Linked DNA regions of Triticum aestivum: region 2 is linked to region 1. Evidence: chromatin contacts called from public Hi-C data. All regions are on one chromosome and are shown on one strand. The core of a region is the stretch at or near the end of the contact, and the rest is flanking DNA. Distances in the headings are between cores, read along the strand shown. Region 1 has its middle 20 kb from the start of LOC123089701. Region 2 holds the start of LOC123093958.

What was found. A called contact is a pair of places that touch in the nucleus more often than the background predicts.
Region 2: a Hi-C map of leaf shows a contact between it and region 1, with 3 times the contacts expected there. The contact joins the promoter of LOC123093958 here to the enhancer-like site in region 1. A contact is called at or near these places in 2 of 5 Hi-C or Micro-C datasets (both in leaf).

What each region holds. Positions count from the first base shown.
Region 1 is chr4B:658,882,002-658,885,562 of IWGSC CS RefSeq v2.1, forward strand. No RefSeq gene overlaps it. Among protein-coding and RNA genes, the nearest start is that of LOC123089701, 20 kb to the right of the region's middle. Within about 2 kb of position 1,645, at least 7 of the 8 cell types and tissues checked have an H3K27ac peak or open chromatin away from gene starts, as enhancers often do. A contact at or near this core is called in leaf, where this site is marked.
Region 2 is chr4B:659,043,657-659,047,217 of IWGSC CS RefSeq v2.1, forward strand. LOC123093958 reads left to right here and starts at 1,683. Exons shown (of 17, transcript XM_044516019.1): 1 at 1,683-2,008; 2 at 2,121-2,204; 3 at 2,427-2,500; 4 at 2,800-2,833; 5 at 2,909-2,967; 6 at 3,285-3,399; 7 at 3,493-3,530. The coding sequence starts at 1,868.

The sequences.
Region 1 (3,561 bases), core at 395-2,894:
GTTCATGGTCACCGTTGTAGCATCTTGCAGACGTGATTCCAGCTTGCCACGGACACCATTGTAGCATCTCCCCCACGTGCAGAAAAAAAAAACAAGTCTCGCCATCGCCATCATTGCAGCTCGCCGCGGGGCCGTTGTAGCATCACAGGGATACGGTTCCAGCATGCCGCAGGCATGGTTGCAACATCCTGCTTTGTAGGAATCCAGCTCGCCACGCCCATCGTTGCAGAACGCCGTGGTCACCATTGTAGCATCCACAAGACTTGGTTCCAGCAAAAACACGAACTCGATTGCAGCTCCTCAAAAACGTGGTGCCACATCCCTACTGTCCGCGTAGGCACCGCCGCGGTCAAGAACATCGTCATGGTTGCAGCTCACCACTTAGCCGTTTCCAGCACGCCAAGCAGCCGGTTCCAGTAAAACTCCATGGCTGGTTGTAGCTCGCCAGCGTGCTCATCGCCGCTCACGTCTGATGCCACAACTTGTCGGTCACATCTCATAGCCGTAACATCTCAGTCATCGGTTCTAGCAAAAATGAGCACCCGTTACAGCAAAATCAAGCAACGGTTCCAGCAAAAAATCATCTTCGCCATTGAGTCGAGATACCGGTTGTAGCTTGCACTGCCGCCGGTTGTAGCAATTTGAAACGATGGTTGTAGCACGGCGTGACACGATTGTAGCAAAGTTCCCGACGTCGGCTTGTGCAATGTAGCAAAATGCCACACCGGTTGTAGCAAATGGAGACACCGGTTGTAGCAAATTGTGATGCCGGTAGAAGCTTGTAGCAAAAACGGCGATGCCGATTGTTGCTCGTAGCAGCGACTCCATGTCCTTGCCAACCCCGTGATCACCACACTTGGCAATGGTCGCAACTCCCCCCTGATATTGGCTGCAGCTTTCCCTAACACCGGTTGCAACTCTCTATGCTCGCTGCCTCCATGACCGATGCTGTCTCACAGCTCGCGCGGTCACCGGTGGCAGCGCCATATCCGCCTGCGAGCAACATAATGGACGCCTCCCCTGTGGCAGCTGCCCCTACGGGCCTCACCGGTTGGCCTGCTTCCTACAACGGCGTGAGGATCTTAGGCGAGACGCACCCCCATGGACCATGGTGCGCGCCGAGCTTTGTGTTCGGTAGGTGCCATGGCTGGTTGGTGAAGAAAAAGGATAGAGATGGCTCAGATGAGAGGAAGAGAGTCATGGCGACAACGAATGGACCAGAAAAGTTACGTGAAGATAAGAAAGGGAAAAAGCTATGTGTGGGGTCTACCATGGCGCTGTTGCTGGCCACATGATCGTGATCAATACAGTGGCTCGCGCGCGACCGGCCGAACGCTCGGCCGGACTGCCGTAAGCAAACGATTCCCTATTTAAAAACGAAGGGAGTACTATTTTTACATGGCATCTTTTTTTTTTCTGCAGCGTGGCCGAATCATACTTTACTGGTTGCACCGTGCATGCTTGGACTTTGTACTATCACACTTGTGTTAACTGACTGTAATGATCCAAGGAGTTAAAAGTCAAGATGCTGACCAAAGAGCTGAAGTCAGGGTGACTGAGCCACACGTTTTAATCAGAGTGGTGCAGAGATCGGTTTAAACCATCGGCGTCCTGTACAGTGGGAACATGTGCACGCTATGCCGTGACGACATCGTCATATCAAACGGCGCCTGAACGTTTACCACTGTTCCACTGTATGTAGACCACTGCTACCCTCTACGCTCGCATTCAATGCACCGCACCACACGTCCTTGTTCGATTCGCACGCCCAGCGGGAGCAGGCGAGCTCGTGAGCTATATCGCCGCTCTCGTTTATCAGCCTACATAAGAGAGGTGAATGTATCGGGGAGATCCTATAAGGCGACCTACACGCCAGAAAACAGGGAAGTGTGGGCCCCCACTCCCTCGCGCACACTCATGGGCCAGCCCATGTGCACGGCGGGATGACTCTTTCTTTTTTCCTTTTTCTGTTGTCAGTTTTTTCTTTTTTTAAATAATTCAGGATTTCAAAAAAGTTGCGAATTTTGAAAACATTTTTTTGTGAATTGTAAAAAGGTCATCATTTGAAAAAATGTTTGGGGAATGATAAATGCTCTCGGATTAAAAACACTCATGTATTAAAAATGTGCAGAATTTGGAAAACTTCATTATTTTCATGATTTAAAAACTATGCACTTTTCAAAAAAATCACAAATTTAGAAAATTTTAATAAATTTAGAAAATGTTCATGAATATAAAAAATAATCATGATTTAGAAAATCATTCATAAATTTGAAAAAATGTTTGTAATTTGAAGAAAATATGAACATTTTTTGAATCCGATGAACAAATTTGGAATTCAAACAATATTCAGCTCCGATTTGAAAAAAAAGTTCCTGGATTTGAGAAAATATTCATGAATTTTGGAAAGAAAAAGACAAAAAAGAAAACAAAAGAATGAAAAAATTGGAAAAAGAGAAGAGAAAGAAAATTAAAAGATATAAAAAGGAGAAAAACACTAGAGGAAATAACAAGAAAAAAAGGGTTTCGAAAGGTTCTAGAACGTTTCCAAAACCGGAATATGAGTTAGTGGGTCGGCCCATCTATGCAGCTGGAGAGCCAGGGGGTACGCGCTTGGTCGCTCATGAGTGACCTATTATCTTGAATCATCAACGGGAGAGCCGGCGTTAGTCCTTAGTTTCATCTCCTTCTGGTCATTTGATGACAAAGGGGAGAAATTTGACTTAGTCTTCAAGCGGGTCTTTATATGGGTTGTGTTTTGCTCGGTTGCAACTCTTGGTTTTTCATTCGATTCGTTCATTGATGAGTTGTAACTTAATAATTGTTGGTCGTCTGATTCTTTTGCTACTTCACTTATGCATGATGCTCTGATCCTTAATATTATATGTCCATGCATGTTATATTTCGTCATACATCAATTTTCATCATGCATTCAAATTCTTCAAATATTTTATAATAATGCATGATTGGATTCCAAGATATAGGATGAGATCTCGACAATTTCAACCTGCCATGTGCATTTGCAATCCAACGAAAATTCTTCATATGCACATCATCAACGCGAGTTCCTCAGTATCTTGTAACCAATTTCTTCATACTCTGTATTTACACTTCCGTTATTTTACTCCCATTGAAAACTTAAAGAATTTGTCATTAATCACCAAAAAGGGGGAGATTGCAAGTGCATCAAGTGTCCCCTTAGTGTTTTTCGGGTATTGAAGACAAATAGGTTGAGGAACTAATGTGTTTGTGAGTGTACATAGGATTTATAGTCCCTGAAGATTTGGTTTAACCCATGGAAGACGACCCCTAAAAATATATTTCTTCAAGGGAAGAATTTAGTGATGAAATTGGTACGGCTTTTGAAGAAATTGATGTGAAGACTTTGAAGATTGAAGACTTCTGTTTTCATAGTTTCTTCTTATTTTTGAGTCATAGGAGAATTCATACTATTAAAGGGGGTCTAGGTGAATCATTGTTCACGGTTCCAAAGTGATGCTCAAACCTATACTTACTCTAGTCACTTCGAGTGAAGCCTTTGGAAATCTCTATAACAACGGT
Region 2 (3,561 bases), core at 433-2,932, 160 kb after region 1:
TGAACACACTCTCCCCCTCTCGTTGTTATGCATCTCCTAGATAGATCTTGCGTGAGTGTAGGAATTTTTTGAAATTGCATGCTACGTTCTCCAACAGTCACCTGGTTTGAAATGAGCTACTAAGTTGTTACCCTAGTCCCAAATATGATTGCTTTTGATAAATATACTTCCTCCGTACCATAATATAAGACGCTTTACTAGTTCAAATTGAACTGCAAAAACATCTTATATTTTGGTAAAAAGGTAATACCTCTTAAAAATGAAAATATATTGTAGATAGATTTTCTCCTACTTTACCTTTTTAACATAACTTCTCTATGGATAAGCTTCGTCCACTGAATGACATAGTAAGACGTACCTAGAAACGAGAAATACTAGAACTAAAAGCATCTACAGTCGGATATATCAAATATGGCCTCAAACGCCCGCACGGGTGCGTCCGCGGCAGTGGTCAGGCACATCTCAAATTTCATGAGTTGTATCCGGACATCTCATACTAGATTCTTGAATACATACAAAGACATCCAAATGAAATAAACATACGTACTACGTCAAAGCTACTCCTCGTCGGAGATGTCGACGATCTCCGTGCCCGGCTTCGGCAACTGCAGCTCCGGCTCCTCTGGCACCTCCGGTTGCTCCGCTCCGGCCTCCTCCTTCTCTATCTCCGCGTCGAGTTTGACGAAGAGCGCGTCCAACGCCGCCTGCTCCTGCCGGAGGAACACCCGATTGGCCTCCACATAGGCCTCATTTTGAGTGGACTCTAGGATGGCCTGCTGCTCCGCCATCTCCTCCGATTGGGACGGCAAACTCCACCTCTGTATGCTACTACCGGAGGAACGCCCGGTTGGCCTCCACACAGGCCTCATCCTGGATGGACTCTAGGATGGCCTGCTGCACCGCCATCTCCTCCGATTGGGATGGCGAACTCCACCTCTGTATGCTCCTACCGGAGGAACGCCCGGTTGGCCTCCATATAGGCATCATCCTGGATGGACTCTAGGATTGCCCGCTGCTCCGCCTACTCCATGTTGAAGCCCAACAGCTCTAGCTCCGGCTGCTCCGCCTCCTCCACCTCCATTGAAACCAGCTCCTCTCCCTCCTCTTCTCCCAGCTGCTCCTCCTCCTCCTCCTCCTCTGCCTACTCCATGTTGAAGCCCGACAGCTCTGGCTCCGGCTGCTCCGCCTCCTCCACCTCCATCGAAGCCAGCTCCTCTCCCTCCTCTTCTCCCGGCTGCTCCTCCTCCTCCTCCTCCAGTCGGCGAGTCCGGAGGCAGCCAAGCAGCGATGCGGGAGGCAGATTAGCCCGGGCACACACACACGGGCGGGTGCCCCCATCTTTGGGCTGGATATGATGGGTGCCGATCAGCCCGGGCGTTTGAGGCTCATTTGAGTCAAAATTCCGCGACCGGACAATGATCGGGCGGCTCGCCCAGGCGTATGTTCGGATCTGAGGCGCCCGGCTGTAGTTGCTCTAAAACTCCTGATGCGCGTATGGCCAGCAGGTGGTTTAAAAGAAAGTAATAAACTTAATACTGTATGTGTTGTTTCTAAAAAAAATGATAAACTTATAGTAGTATTGTTTAAGAAAAGTACTACCTCTAAATGTAAGACGTTTTTGATAGTCTTATCACATTTTACTACTCCTACTAGATTATTAGAAACAGAGCGAAGTTTTCTTCTAGAAAAAAAAATACAGTAAGAAACTGTGTCCGATTCTGCAAAGCAGACGCGCGTGCGGACGACGCGACGCCACCCGCCGACCACCGCCGCACCGCCGAGCGAAGAAGAAGAAGCGAGGCGGCGAGGGCGAGGCATCCACCCCCGCCCCGATCGATCAGGCCGCCGTCGCGCCCTCCTCCGCCCGATGCAGGACCAGGCCGGGGCCGCCTCCGGCTCCGGGGATCCGGACCCTCCGCCGCCGGAGCACGCCGGCGGCGAGGGCGGCTCCTCCTCCGCCGCCAGGCTCCCCTCCCGCAACGCCTCCTCCAAGTACGACTTCGTCAAGGTCCTTCCCTCCCCTCCCCTCCCCACCCAGGCCGGATCCCCCATCCCTCCCTCACTCCCCGCCGTCCGGGCTCATCACGTTTATCACTTGTCTGCCGTGGTTGCGCCGTCAGGTCAAGGTCTGGCTCGGGGAGAACGCGGACCACTACTACGTCCTCTCCAGGTTCCTCCTCAGCAGGATGCTCACCGTCACCAAGGTCCCCCGCCCTCCTCCTCCTCCTCCTCCTCACACCAATCCTTCTCCCACACCTTAATCATTTACCATTGCCATGCCTCTGTTTTTACTGATTATGAATAGTGAAAAATATGCTACGCTTCCAACAAGTTACTGTTCTAGTTTCGATGTCAAGTACCAACGAAGGACAGTACAAAGGTGTAAGCTAACAGCTTTGGCCATCTTTTTGCGCCCCCTTCTTCAGATTCCGAACCACGTCGCCATTAAGATTGCCCTTGAGCTCAAGAAGCTGCTCGTCGACAACAGCCTTCTTGATGTGTATGTTTGTTCGCCCTTCACTCTATATTTTTCGATCCTTATGTTGTTTATGTTGAGCTTCATGCACTAGCCAACGCAACCAAAAGTCCGAACCGATGGAAAAGGCTAGACAATTCACATATACACTTCAACAGTTTCCCACGTGTTATTCTTTTGTTTTCTAATGATGAAAGTGTCGCATACATAATATTGTCGAATCATTATTGTTGTCATGATAACAAATTGAATACCTAATTTGTGTATCATCATTCATCAATTCCTGATTTTTAGACTTATATGCTAGCAAATGTTTTCTGCAGTTCACAGAGTGACTTAGAGGCCAACCTTTTCAAGGTGACTACCTTTAACTTCATTTAAATAGACATGTTTGTTATTTTGTTAACTTAAAAAATACTAGTTTATTTACAGCTAATGGAGAAAAGGGGATATGGAGAGGACTACATTAATCGGTATAAGATGATGACAAGGTGTGTTGTTGGAGGAAAGGCTGCTCTATTTTGAATAATATAATGTTTGGAACCTTACTAGAATAGGCTCCCTCGGACTTATTTTCAATTGTACCTTATTAATGATAATGAATTCCATAGTTTAAGGTGCTAACCTTATACTCCCTCTGTAAAGAAATATAAGAGCGGTTAGATCACTAAAGGAGTGATCTAAATGCTCTTATATTTCTTTACGGAGGGAGTATTATTGTTGTCTTCATGTCAAGTCTACTTTGCAGAAGCTTTACTTCAGTGTCATTTTGATAACATGTTTATGTTCTATTTATCATTAACTGCAGATTCCATCATCAAAGAGTACCACTAGTAATTTTGGTGTGTGGAACTGCTTGCACTGGAAAATCAACAATTGCTACACAGCTAGCTCAAAGGCTCAACCTACCAAATGTTTTACAGGTTTATTTTCTCTTCCCATTGTATGTGCCATATATAAGAGTCCTGTTTGCTACCATTGTCACCTTGACTACATTTCTTGATTATAACATGTAGACAGACATGGTTTATGAGTTGTTGAGGACATCAACAGAGTGAGTTTCTTTTCCTCGTCTCGGTTATTCT